Regions from separate parts of the Sus scrofa genome. Here region 2 is linked to region 1. The links are chromatin contacts, called in public HiChIP or PLAC-seq maps. All regions are on one chromosome and are shown on one strand. Each heading gives the region's core, a stretch centred on a gene start, on an enhancer-like site or on the middle of the called end of the contact. The rest is flanking DNA. Distances are from core to core; before and after follow the strand shown.

Evidence for each region. HiChIP or PLAC-seq counts read pairs in DNA pulled down with a chosen protein or histone mark.
Region 2: an H3K27ac HiChIP or PLAC-seq map of alveolar macrophages shows a contact between it and region 1. The contact joins the promoter of CCDC63 here to the enhancer-like site in region 1. A contact is called at or near these places in 7 of 47 Hi-C or Micro-C datasets (alveolar macrophages, embryonic fibroblasts, fetal heart ventricle and 2 more) and 2 of 2 datasets of contacts at active chromatin or transcription factors (alveolar macrophages and skeletal muscle).

The regions. Positions count from the first base shown.
Region 1 is chr14:31,990,798-31,997,779 of Sscrofa11.1, reverse strand. TCTN1 (tectonic-1) reads right to left here. Exons shown (of 15, transcript XM_021074349.1): 5 at 5,853-5,940; 6 at 3,417-3,526; 7 at 2,005-2,025. Among named protein-coding and RNA genes, the nearest start is that of TCTN1, 40 kb to the right of the region's middle. Within about 2 kb of position 2,914, at least 3 of the 83 cell types and tissues checked have an H3K27ac peak or open chromatin away from gene starts, as enhancers often do. A contact at or near this core is called in alveolar macrophages, where this site is marked.
Region 2 is chr14:32,136,540-32,143,521 of Sscrofa11.1, reverse strand. It overlaps CCDC63 (coiled-coil domain-containing protein 63), which reads right to left and starts at 3,199. Exons shown (of 13, transcript XM_021072528.1): 1 at 2,865-3,199.

The DNA.
Region 1 (6,982 bases), core at 1,665-4,164:
GTCGTCTCTGTGGCAGCACGGGTTTGATCCCCAGCTCAGTGCAGTGGGTTAAAGGATCCAGGTGCTCAGATTCAACCCCTGGCCTGGGAACTTCCATATGCCACGGATGCATAAAAATAAAATTAAACACATCTCGGATATGAGCACAAGCTCTGGTGCCACACAGATCTGAGTTAGAAGTCCTGAACACGTGGCCACAAAATGCAAAGAGAGAATGTGTGAAACTTCTAACTCAGGGCTTGGCACACAGTAGAGCCAGTCCAGTGTCATAGTTAAGAATAAGGTCTCTGGGGCCAGAGAGCCTGGCTTGCTGCCCCAGCTCTGCCACTCTCCGGTGTGTAGCCTTGGGCAGGCTAATGCATCTCTCTCACTCATGTGCCAGAGAGTGCCAACAAAAGGACCTATCTCCTAGGATGGCTGGAACAACTCGAGGACCGTGGACTGGAGTAGTGCTTAGAACAGAACCTGGCACATACATGCCCCTCAGTAATGTCCCATTATTTCTCATAATAGGTCTTCCCTACTTGATTGAACCAAACCTTCATTCGTTGAATTGTCCACTGATTGCCCAAAACATACTAGAAACCACCTTAGTACTGATGCCACATGGTGGACAGGGAGGCTGCCCCCACAGACAGTTCAAGCTTTGAATGGTAGAATAAAAGCATTTTTTTAGTGGTTGGAGGTATTTAAGAGCTGGTCTACTATATGGCTTTCAAACTGGGTCCCTAGGAGCCATAGGATTCCTCCAGAGGGACCAAACAGAAGATGGGGAGACTGCGCAGGTAGAGGGCTTCTGACCCCACCCCTGCTCCAACTAGGGCTTTGGATTCGATCCATGTTACACACCAGGGAAGGTTCTGCTTAAAGATGTACTGTAACTAAAATAAGTTTGACAGGAGTTCTCTTTCGGTGTAGCAGGTTAAGGATCCAGCATTGTCACTGCAGTGACTCGGATCACAGCTATGGTATGGGTTCAGTCTGTGGCCTGGGAACTACCACTTACCATAGGTGTGGCCAAAATTAAGTAATTAATTAAAAAATAAGTTTGGCAGCACTTTCGCACATCCAGGCCCACACACAGTAGTGTGAAATCCAAAGTCACAAGACTATTTCCTCCCAGATGGCTATCTCGAACATGTTTGTGACCAGAGACTTGATGAAATCAATCACAGCAGGGACTGCTATCTGCAGAGTACCATGTAACCGACGCCGCGCCAATCACCACCTGTGTGTCCTCTCACTGGAGCCTTACCTCAAGCCTCTGGGGCAGACACCTACCCCCACCTGCAACTGGGGAGACTGAAGTACATGTCACCCAATAATGGCAAAGCAGAGTTTGGAACCAAGGCTGAGGCTCCTCAGGCTTTGGAAGACAAGGACAAGGTCATGCATGGCCTTGGGCCTTCTTGGGGACTGTATTCACAGGCAGGCACAGGACGCAAACCCCAAAATAAGAGGTAAGATCCACCATCCTTCTGACATATCCACAAAGAGATGTGGCTTCCTGACCACAGCCCTAGAGAGCCCCTGGGCTGGGGCGTTAAGGCTTTGAATAGAACCTACCTGTGACCCAACCCTGGAAGCTACTCTGAGAGTGCTCACCTCCTACACGAGTGTGTACATTCACTGGGCAAAATGTTTCTATCTTCTACATGGACACATAGCATGCTGGGAGCTAGCCAGCTCTCCTGACAAGAAACTGAGACAATATCAAGGCACTCCCTAAAAGCACAGAACCTATCACACAGTACCTACCACACAGTCACTCAAGACAGCTAGGTCATTAAATATGAACAAGTGTGGACTACAAAACTAAGGGAATTTGAAAATATGACCCTTTTGTGATCATAAAAAGGTGGTCTATAAGGTGTTTCCCTATTTCATTTCTTCATGCTTTCTGGCAAATGTTTTTGTTACTGGCAAAAATGTACCCTTCTAATCATAATGTATTCATTTCAAAGGGCTCCAAAATAAGACAATTCCACTAAGAAGTACTCTTACCTTTGTTCCTGAACCAGGCACCTAGATAAAAAGAACAACAAATTTTGTTAAGTTCAACAAAAAGAAACATTTTTATTGCTTTTTTGGAGTGTGGGTTAAAGGGCATATTCACCATATTAAAGATTTCTCAAAGAGGAAAACAGAAATGTTCTTAATAAAGACTTGCCATCTATCTATATTTTTGTAATCTCCATCACAATGAAAGAGGTAACTTTATATTCTCCTTCCACATCCATTTCCTTCAGATTGGAAACTCACTAGACCAGTCTGGCAGGGCTCATCTCTGGAAGCCTCCATACCTCAGTGGACTTCAGTCATTATTCAGTATTTTCCATATGGTCATCACAGCACAGTAATGGAGACATGGCTCCCATCCTCCTGGTCACTTGCACTGGGCCTGTCCTCACCAGAAGGACACCACTGCCTGCCCAGCTCTGGTCCCCTAACTGCTCTTCCTGCCTCGAGGCCAAGCTCCTGGCTCCACAGTGCAGCTGGAGCTCTTATCCTGAAGGACTCGCTTTCCCTTCACTCCTGTCCCCACCTCCAACCACAAGACATCCTATTAGGCCACTGGGAGCTCTGGGAAGGGAGATGAGTAGACATGCCTGGGGCCCTGAGCTGAAAGAGAACTATGCCTGCACGCCTGAGGGATTGCTTCCAGGACAACTGTGAGAAGTCATAGCAGCTGGAAGAATTCACAGGCATAGATGGCTGACGGGGGGAGGAAAAGGTTAAACTTGATTCTGAAAACTGAAGCTCCAATGAATACAGGTGCCATGGACCCCCTACTCCCACACTCCCTACTGCAAAAGAAAGAAATCAGGAGGAGAGAGAGGCTTTCACAATCATCATATGGTCTTTAATCACAGTCAAATGTCTTCTCCCCCGTGACCCTCCACGTCATTCACTGAGTGGGTCAGCTTCCTCTCTCATCTATTCAGTTCAGGCTTCAGTCACTGCAAGCAGGAAGAAGGGGCCTTGTTCCCTTCTCCAGCACACCTATTTCCTGTCCTTTCCTGGGTGCTTATTTCATTTTCCAACCACAAAGAACTTTTTGGTGCTAATATGATCATTTCTGTGATAGTCATTAAAATGCTTTTATAATTCTAAAGTTTTTGGTTATTAATAAAGGTTTTTTAAATTCATGAGACAGACATTATTGGTTACCATCAAAATGACTGAAAGCAAAAAGAAAAAAATGAAAGCAAAATATGAGCTAACTATATAAAAATAAAAATTATTTTAAGTGATCATTTCAATATCTTTGGTATCAGTATTCTAAAGAACTGGAGAAGAAAAATTTGGAGTGTCAATCATGTACTGAACTGATTCTCTAGTTGTCATATTTTAAAAGGGTACAAAGAACAGAAAACAAATCTAATGAATCGGTTTCACTTCAAAATAATTCTTACCTTCAAAATTTTAGGGCTGCTGTAATAAGCCATGCTCAGGGTTTCTATTTCTTCACACTGTTCCAAATTTATCCTTCTGGTACACTTAACAGCTTGGTTAACCAGAAATGCTGGAAATCGTAACATTCCCAAGGAAAAAGGGAAAAAAATTTTCAACTGTCCAATGGTAACTGAAAAATTGTAATCTAAGTAAAACCGCAAAGTTATGACGCAAAACTTGCTTAAGATAGGGCTTAAGAAATTATTTTTCAAATATGTGATACATTCACATGACTCAAAATTCAAAAGGCACAAAAAGATACTGAGATAAGTCTCCCTCTGAACCCTGTCCCCAGCCCCCAGCAACTATCAGTTCCCTTCCCCAGAGACAATCAGCATGAACTTTCTCGTATCTTTCTGGAAATATCCTATGCAAATAAAGGTGTGTATATAAATATAATTTTAGTATTTCTGCCTCCTTTTGGAAACAAACACACAATATATATTCTGCCCTTTGTTGTTTTTTTTTCACTGAACAATTTATCTTAGAGTTCAGCCTACCTTAGTACATGAAGAGCTTCCTCCTCCTTTTTTAGGAATAATTAGTATTCTATTATAGACACACCATAATCTATTCAATCAGTTCCCCATGAATGGACACGTAAGCAGTCTCCAGCTTTGCTATCATACACAATGCTGTAGTTTATTGTTTTGTACGTGGGCCAGAGTTTCTGCAGGACCAGCTTCTAGAACAGCTAAGTCAAAGGGCATATTCATTTGCAATTTTGATACCTATTGCCAAAGTGGTATCAATACAGAGGCTAATCCAATTTTTAGTCCCACCAGCTATATAGACAAGTGACTATTTCTCCACAGCCTTAACATCCTTACACTTTGCCAATCCATTAGGTGGAAATGATATCTCAGTTGGTTTTAATTTACACTGTTCCTACTGTGTGAGCAAGGTTAAGCATCTTCTCAACAGAATGTATTCCTTCATGTGGCAAGTGTTGCTTCATTAGGCCACATGCTACCATCCATGGCATAGCAGGCTTCTGCACAGTGAGGCTGGCTAAGGACTGCAGAGCCATGCCTGTTGCCTTCCACTGCCAAGAGAGCTAATCCACGGATTCCATGATGCAACTGAAGGAGAAGTAGGATCCATGGGAGGCAGTTGCATGAGTTGCATCCCTGCTTCACTGCCACCCGAGTGAGCCTGAGCAAGAAACTGAATGTGGGAGTTCCTGCTATGGCTCAACAGGTTAAGAATCCAACTAGTAACCATGAGGATGCAGGTTCAATCTCTGACTTTGCTCAGTGGGTCAAGGATCCATCGTTGCTGAAAGCTGTGGCATAGGTCACAGACGCAATTCGGATCTGGTGTTTCTGTGGCTGTGGTGTAGGCCAGCAGCTGCAGCTCTGATTCAGTTCCTAGCCCAGCAACTTCCACATGCCACATGTGCAGCCCTAAAAAGAAAGAAAGAAAAAAAAAAAAGGAGTTCCCATTGTGACTCAATGGTTAATGAACCCAACCATTATCCATGAGGATGTGGGTTCGATCCCGGCCTTACTCAGTGGGTTAAGGATTCAGTGTTACCGTGAGCTATGGTGTAGGTTGCAGACGCAGCTCCAATCCTGCAATGCTGTGGCTGTGGCCAATGGCTACAGCTCTGATTGGACCCCTAGCCTGGGAAACTCCATATGCCATGGGTGCAGCCCTTAAAAAAAAAAAAAAAAAAAAAAAAAAAAAAGACAGAAAAAAGAAGAAACTGAACGTTTCTCGGTTTCCTCATCTAAAGAATGAAGATAATCCCCCTGCCCCCGAGAATCACTGTAAGGATCACATGGAAAAACACATGCCATCACTTAAGACAACACCCAGCATGCAGTAAGCGCTTAATCAATGTTAGCTACTGACAAACCTAAGCTCCAGTGAGGAAAGAACTTTCCAACAACTGGAATAGTTAAACAACTGAGTGGGCTGGTTGCAGGTAGTGAGTTCCCCATCATTACAAGTGCTCAACAGTGACTGCATGTGGTAGGAAAGATTCCAGCACTGGGTGAGAAACTATAAAATCTTTGAGGCCTCTTTCAACTCTAAGACTCTCTCTTTGTAGTTATGAAGCCCATTTAATTATGACTGCTATAAATTTATTTATTTATTTTGTCTTTTTGTCTTTTTAGGGCCACTCCCGCAGCATATTAGAGGTTTCCAGGCTAGGGGTCGAATCAGAGCTGTAGTCCCCGACCTACACCACAGCTACAGCAACACCAGAGCCGAGCCACGCCTTCGACCTACACCACAGCTCACGGCAGCGCCGGATCCTTAACGCACTGAGCAAGGCCACGGATTGAACCCATAACCCCATGGTTCCTAGTCAGATTCGTTTCCACTGCACCACGAGGGGAACTCCATATAATTAAGAGCAAGAGAAAGAGAAACTGCCATTCTCTTACCTGCAGGGTTATTATCGGTACACAGAGATGATGTAAGGGGTGAAGGAAACCTCAAAAATGAATCTGAAGTCTGCAGGTGCGCCCCATACTGCAAAGAGAACAACCGACAGTGTCAAGGTGCTACTCAGGCACCCGATCAACACTTACCAGACACCTGCTATGTGACAGGAAGCATTTCAGGCATCAGGAACACAGGGATGAACAAAACACAGATGTGGTCCCTGCCCACAGGGAGCTTACATCTAGCTGTCCTACCCTTTTTCTTCAAGGATGTATTTCTGCATGTGCATGCTGCTATATTTGCAGGCATTTCTATTGTAGGCTATTTTATTTCTAGTCCTCTGGAAAAGTATGTAAGAAGCTCACATAGGTACCAGCAAGGGGGAAACATGCCCTCTCCTTCACTGGAGCTGGGAGTACAAACTCCTGCAATCTTTCTGGAGGGCAATTAGTTGTCGGTATTTTAAATTTCCATTCATTTTGACCAAGTTAATCCATTTATAGGATCGTATCTTAAGGATATAAATGGATAAAAAATACATATCTAAAAGAATGTTTATTGTGGGAGTTCCCTGGTGGCCTAGTGGTTAAGGATCTGGAGATGTCACTGCTGTGGCTTGGGTTCAATCCCTGGCCTAGAAATTTCTGCATAATGCAGGTGCAGCCAAAAATAAGTTTATTGTGGATTATTTATAACAGCAAAAACTAGAAACGAATGTTTGTTAAATAGTGGAATGGCTCAGTAATAAATAATAATACATCCATGGAAGGAATACTTTACAGATTAGTAAAATGTAGTTTCAGCACTAGCTCCTCCTCTTTCTCATCACTTAAATGGGGACGATGACATAGCCTTCCCAGGGTTGTGTGCAGTATGTCTAAAGAGCTCCACACAGTGCCTGGCAAATGAGAAATGACCAAGAAATGGTAACTTTTTTTTTCTTTTTTGGCTTTTTAGGGCCACACCTGCGGCATATGGAGGTTCCCAGGCTAGGGGTCAAATCGGAGCTACAGCTGCCAGCCCACATCACAGCCACAGCACCGCAGGATCCTTAACCCACTGAACGAGGCCAAGGATCAAACCCGCATACCTCATGGATTCTAGTTGGGTTTGTTAACCGCTGAGCCAC
Region 2 (6,982 bases), core at 1,950-4,449, 150 kb before region 1:
ACATCCCCTGATGAACCATAACGGAAAAGAATATTAAAATATATATATTTGAATCAATTTGCTGTACAACAGAAATTAGCACAACATTAGAAAACAACTATGCTTCAACTAAAAAAAAAAAAAGTCCTGGTTCACCCAGACTGAAGAGTTTCCTTGGACATGCACTTCTAGTTCATGAAACCAGGAAAGTTGGTTACTCTGCTTTCCATTTCTGCCACTCACTAGTGTGTAACTTTAGGGCAAGTCATATGACCCCTCTGTACCTCAGTTTCTCCATCTGTAAAATGGATACTGTAATAACAGTATCTACCTCACAACATTAAGTCAATATTAGGGTATTTCTAAACTGCCTGGCTGTTGCCATTACTGCCATTATTAAAACTTGGATTGTTAAAACTTCAGATTTGCTTTCCTGGAAAGGTTGGAAAATCTGAAAAACAACCTGTATTCTTGTTTACCTATTTATTAAGCAAACATATACATGTAATGCTTTATACTACATACCAGGCACTGTTTAGGTGTTTGCAAACTTTCATTCAGAACATCTCTATGAAGTGGGTTTTATTACTGTCCACTTTTACAGATGAGGAGACTGAGGCAGAGGGAGAGGAATTGACTTGCTCAATGTCACACAATGAGTAAGAGGCAGAGACAGGATCCAAATCCAGCCTGTCTGGCTCTATTCAGTGACTACCAAATAGCACTTGGTCTTAACTGCCCCATCAGAGGGCATTATTTTCTATCTTCCTAATTTTCTATCTGCATTCCTCCTAGGCCATTCTCTCTCTCCCTCCCTCTCTTTCTAGCCACTCCCGCAGCACGTAGAAATTCCAGGGCCAGGGATCGAACCTGCACCCACAGCGGTGACCCAAGCCACAGCTCTGACAGCGTGAGAACCGTAACCTGCCAGGCAACCAGGAAACTCTCTCTCCCAGACAGACCCTTCTAAACATCATGTTCTCTGCCCACACATTCCTCGGGGTCTCGATTGCAATGGCAGCTTTTCTCAGTGATTCCAGGGAACCAATTTGAGGTCACTAAGTCTAGCTTTCAATTTCTCAAATCCAAGCTTTCTCAAAAAACGTCCTCTCCTCTGAGAGATTTTAGATTAATCCCCTTATCTAGAGGCTCAGGATCAGGAGGACAGTTGGGTCACCTGGTATAGCCTGGCCAGACTGGATTATCTGCTGTGACCCCAAAATTCATTCAGGCACACCTGCTCCTGAGAAGTCTGCTGATTAATAACAGCAGGGACTTTGAGGATGGTGTGTTTTTCACCTTCTGGGAACCTCTCTGGCTTGCACATGCACGCCACCCCATGCAGGGCTGCAGACAAACACCCGTGGTCCCCAATCCTCTCAGCTACCTGCCCCGAATCTGCATTATTTGAAAGTTCCACCAGATTCCACAGAAGTTGAGGTCTCAGAAAATAAAAGCTGAAAGAGTCGATATTATCAAATTAAAGAACATGAGAGCTGCCAGGATGTTCGGAAATCATCCCCATCGGGATCGCGTGTTTATTCAGTCGCCAAAGTTTTAGCAGGGAGGAGGTTCCCTCACCCACCCCACCCCCATGCTGTCTGGATGCCAGCGGCCTGGCCCTGGGGAGCAGGATTCCTCTCCCTCCAGCCCGCCTCCGTCTCAAGGTTATTGCTCTCTCCAGATCCCAGAGCAGCCTTTCCCCACACTCCTCCCTGCTCCTGCCAGTCAAAGAAGCCATCACCTTCTGCTAGTTCCCTTTCTCCTGCCCACAGCTGTGCTTCAAGCCCTTCACCAACGCTCATCAGCTACCCCCTTGTCCCCTGTGGGACCCAAACTGATTGACAGATGTCCCTGCAGATCGACACACCAGTAGCCCCCAAGTCTGTTTCCTCAGCCCCTTTACCTCTTTGCCCCAAGCCCAAGGACTCATCTGCTTCCCTTTCCTTGAAAATTCTACTGCCACCCTCTTTTTTTTTAGGGCTGTCCTTCTCACTCAGTTTCAGAATGGGGTTCAACCTCCCAGCAACCCTCCTGCTCTGAGTTACTTTCACTGCACACCAGGCACGGTGCTCGGGGTCTTCACAGGCATGAAAATGAGTTCACTCGCTACCCTACCCCTGCAGAAAAATCCACATGGGTAAGTTACACAGCTTAAGCCCTCTCCCAAAGTCCCAACCGTCATGAATGTTGAACTGTTTTCCAAATTGGCAAATAATTGGTCGTGGGTAGGAGGTCCTGGTAGTTACAAGCCTGGACTATGCAGTCAAACCAAAGTTCAAATACCAGGTCTGCCATGTGCCAGCTGTGTGACTTAGGCGAGGAACAACCTCTCTGGGCTTCTGCTTCTTCAGGGAATCATTCGTGTTGGCGCACCAAGGGGCGCCACTTTCACCTGCTGCGGAGTGAGCGTCACCCCCCCGGAGTCCAGAGAAGGGCAGCGCTGATAACACCACCAGCAAGTACTATTGTTGTCAGTGTTCACTATGGCAAAGTAAGCAATCAACCCATTAACCCTCCCCCATTTTACAGAACAGGACACTGAGGTTCAGAGAGGTTAATCTATAGGTCCCAAGTTGCACATTAAATAAATGACGGGTCAGGGCTTGCATTCAGGTTTCTTTTCATCCAGAGCCTATGCACTCTTTAGTCGACTGTACTGTCCCGTCTTCCCAGAGACCTCCAGTTTGGAGAGCTGCACCACACACGGCTTCGCAGCCACAGTCCACCCCTTTCCCCTCAGAGAAAATCTCCCATCTCCAAAGTTTTCCCTGAAATGCAAATTTTGTCTCTTCTTCCCCTCCCCTTGCAGCGTTCCATGCAGACCCTCACTTTATTCTTAGCAGTCTCCGTCTGGCCACCTCAAAGACCATTCTAAACTCTACCTTTGGTGTTTCGAGTTCCAAACGCACAGCAAATAGTTCCTCACTTGGAATCCCTCAGCAGGCATTACTAATCAATCCTGGCATCCTTTCTCCGCAGAGCCGGGATGCAGCGGTCAGGCAGGCAGCCATTACCAACTGATTCAAGATATCTATCAGGTAAAAATCGCATTTGCTATTCCTTCTGAAGATTGTAATCTCCTTGAAAGCAGTAGAGTCTTAATCAGCTCTGCCCGCTTCCTGCCCACAAACAGTAATACGTTTTCAGATATCAAGAACTAAGGAAAGTTTTGTGGGTGGAAAAATGTGGCTTTCCTTCTTACTAGCATGTGACTTTGGACAAGTACCTCCATCTTGCTAACGTCAAACGGAAACGGAAGCTCAGAAAAATGAAGGAACTTGCTCAAGGCCACACAGCTGGTAAAAAAGGGAACAAAATTATGTCAGAGCCAAGACTTTTGCTATATGCTGTTGGAGGTGTAGATCCACGTGAAATTCTTAGCACACTGCTTGGTACATTATACAAACTCAGTAACACAAGACAATATAAAAATCCTTTGTATAAAAAGGGCTTGGCTCTGTTCCTTGGCCCCAGCCTTGCATAAAACGGTTCCCAGGGTCTTTGTGGCCAGAATCCTTTCTTAGTAGGAGAACACAGAAGATCCCAGAAAACCCAGGTTATTGGCTCACAGACTTGTGAGAATGTGTCCTCTAGAATACTGGGGCAGAGTTATCAAGCACTTTTTGGAACTCTGGGCTGGGTTGAGGAGCTGTGAGATGGAACTCTTGAGACCCCAGTTTATCCAGCAAAGAAGTTTGGAATGCTGATCCCAGAAAGTCCCTCTCACATTCAAAGCTGTCTTCTCCTGCTTCCTCCCCATGGCCCAAAGCAAGCTGGTGGGTGGCAAGGATTTTCCCAGTGTATTGTGCAACCCTGGGCTGCCCCACAGCAGCAGGGAAGGTGAAGGCAGCTGTGGCTGGGCCTGGCTCTGAAACTTCCTGCGGGACCTGGCTGGCCAAAATAGGCACAACCACTGATGAGGTCTTTCTTTCTCTCTTCCTTCCTTCCTTTCTCTTTCTTTTTTCTTTTTCTTTCTTTACTTTCTTTCTCTTTCTTTCTTTCTTTACTTCTTTCTTTTCTCTTTCTTCCTAATCATCTCATAACCTACCAATTGAAAACATAGATCCTGGAGCCATAGGTTCAAATCCTGGCTCCACCTGTTACCAGCTCTGTGACCTTGGGCAATTTGCTCAAACTCTCTGTCCCTCAGTTTCCTCATCTATGAAATGGGGATAATAATAATACCAACTTTCATGGTACAGCCTCACAGTCCTTGGCCTCACAGCCTAGGAGGGGAGACCAGCACTCATAATCATATGGTTAATTTATAATTAATAATTTAATTAATTAGTTAATTATTCTTACCAAAGGGCAGGGGAGTCAGGGAATGCTTCCCTTGCAATTGTGGCATGTCTATTCATTTATTATCTCTTCCATTAGCTTGTAAACTCCAGGAAAGCTGGAGTCATGTACATTTTATTTACTAATGTTTACCTGGCATTGGGAAGTGCTCAGCAACTATCTTTGGGTCATGGATAAATGAATAAAGTGATGTTTCATTGGAGTTGGGAAGGATGAGTAAGAGTAAACCAAGGAAAGGGAGTAGATGGAAGAGCATCCTAGGCAGAAGGAACAGCATGAGCAAAGGCCCTGTGGCTGAAAAGAAGTTAGAGTGTTTGAGTAAATAAAGCAAGAATTATGCCTGGAGCAAGCAGAATGACAGGGAGAGTAGGGCACCCTTCCCAGAGCCTTGGGAGCCTATGGTAGATTTTCTCCATCAAAGGCCCAATAAGGGCTGTAATGGGCTCTGAGCTGGGGGGTCAGAGAGGCCTGAGTTCAAATCCCAGCTTCCCCATTTTCTAGCTGCATGACAAGTCAGGTAACCCCGATGAGTCCTGGATGCGTTTGCAAAAAGGACATAATAGTAGTAACCTAATGCATGGAGTCTGGGGAGGATCATGGACTGTAAAGCACTTAGCACAGTTCCTGGCTCAAGGTAGTTCTCAAGAAATGTAGCTGTGCTCATAATAATAAATCATTTTATTATGATTGACCCAGATCTCCTGGTTCCCTTTCACTGTCCCTGAAGCTGAATCTTCCTCTAAAGGAGGGTCCCCATCTCCAGGCCCTCCCAGGGACATAGTTGTCCCTGCTTTCCCCATGCCACCCTCCCTCAGATCCTCCTGGGGCTGTTCTCCTTGAATTTCCTGCAGCCAAGACTGAGGAAATGGTTCCCTTGGCTCAGGGCAGAATCTGGATCCATGTTGCTAAGCAACCAACCCCTATACAGATGCCAGCTGCAGCCTGGGCAAAGGGATGAACGTCAGCACTCTGGGGAGGGCCTCCTGGGTTGCTGCCAGGACCACAGGCTGCAACCAAGACTGAGGCAGGAGAGAGCCAAAGCAGATGGCTCACTGAGAATAACCATACAGCAGTGGAAAGCCTGTGGGATCAAGGGCAAATCCAAATGCATTCAGATCCCAACTCTGTAATTGACTAGCTGTGCAGCCTCCATCAAGTCAGTGAACCTCTCTGAGCTTCAGCTTACTCATCTCAACAATGGGTTGCAGACCCAACTACAAATTCATCATGAGGATTGCAGGATGTTGTCCATGAAAATGCCAGCATGACATGAGATTTGGCTCCCAATTCCCCGGACCAAGGTGGCATCTGTCCTGCAAGGTTGTATGGTGCACCCCTACAATTACAGTTAGGTTGGTAAGAGTTACACAGATGTAGGCTCAAATCCTAGCTCTGCCACTGTGTCAATAAAAAAGAAGATGGAGTTCCCATTGTAGCTTAGTAGGTTAACAACCAGACACAGTGTCTGTGAAGATGTGGATTTGATCCCTGGCCTTGCTCAGTGGATTAAGGGTCCAGCATTGCCACAAGCTGCGGGGTAGGTCACAGATCCAGCTCAGATCTGGCATTGCTATTGCTGTGGCGTAGGCCAGAAACTGCAGCTTCGATGCGGCACCTAGTCTGGGAACTTCCATATGTTGCAGATGTGGCTGTAAAAAAAAAAAAAAAAAAAAAAAAAAAAAACGAAGAAGAAACTTCATTTCCCTTTGATGAAAAAGTCCAGGCCAGGCCTGGTTATGGTGGTCAGTAGTATAAGGGACCCAAGGTCCTCCCAGCCAAATACACTTTCAGTCAGGCCCTAGATGGTGGCATTTATGTTCCAGATAGCAGGTAAAAGAAGGGACAAAGAAGCAACAGCAAAAGGAACACGTCTACCTCTCTTGGGGAGAGTGCTCCAGAACCCTCACATCCTTTAGCTGTAATTCAGTCACATTTCTACACCTACCCACAAAGGGGGCTGGGAAATTCCCTGCTAACAATGGGCTTACTTTTACTTTAGATGAGGAAAGCCTTAGAGTGGATGTTGGGGGACATGCAGTAGTTTTGGTCACAGTTCTCCAGGTCTCAGTTTCCTCTTCTGGGAGTTGGGGGTAACGACAGTTTTGCCTCATAAGGTCCTTGTGAGAATTAATTAAGTTAATGGGTTTCAAGAAGCTAGTAAATTGGCAATCAATGTTAGTGATTACTATGATTTGTAAAACATCCTAGTAGCAAACAAGCAGGAAGAAAAAGAAGTCAGTGTTTTCTGTGCCAAGTAGAGGCGTGCTCAGGTTTAATCATGTTCAGTGATTGGGTAAACGAGAAAACAAGACCTGCTTTACCACCCAGGGAGCAGTCAGAGGTGAATTCGTGCCTCTCTTTGCCTCCAGGAAGAGAGCCAAAGTCCTCAGGAAGAATTTGTACTCCTGAAAGGCCAAAGGTGGCACTGGCATTAACCCCCACGGTTCATTTGCTTTTCCAACCTTTTTTTCGGGGGCTGGGCAAAGAGAGGCCTGGCTTTGCCTCGTCTGAAACAGGGCAGGGTCTGAAGCTGGTAAATAGGGGTGGAGGTGAGTGGGCACCACCAACTGAGGAGGCCCTGGGCAGGACTGGAATCCTGGGCCTTTTCAGGGGGAATTTAGTACTTCGCTCTGAATTAGGACAGGTAACCCCCATCTCAGGAACAGGGAACATTTTTCTTGAAAGGAGACAGCTTTTA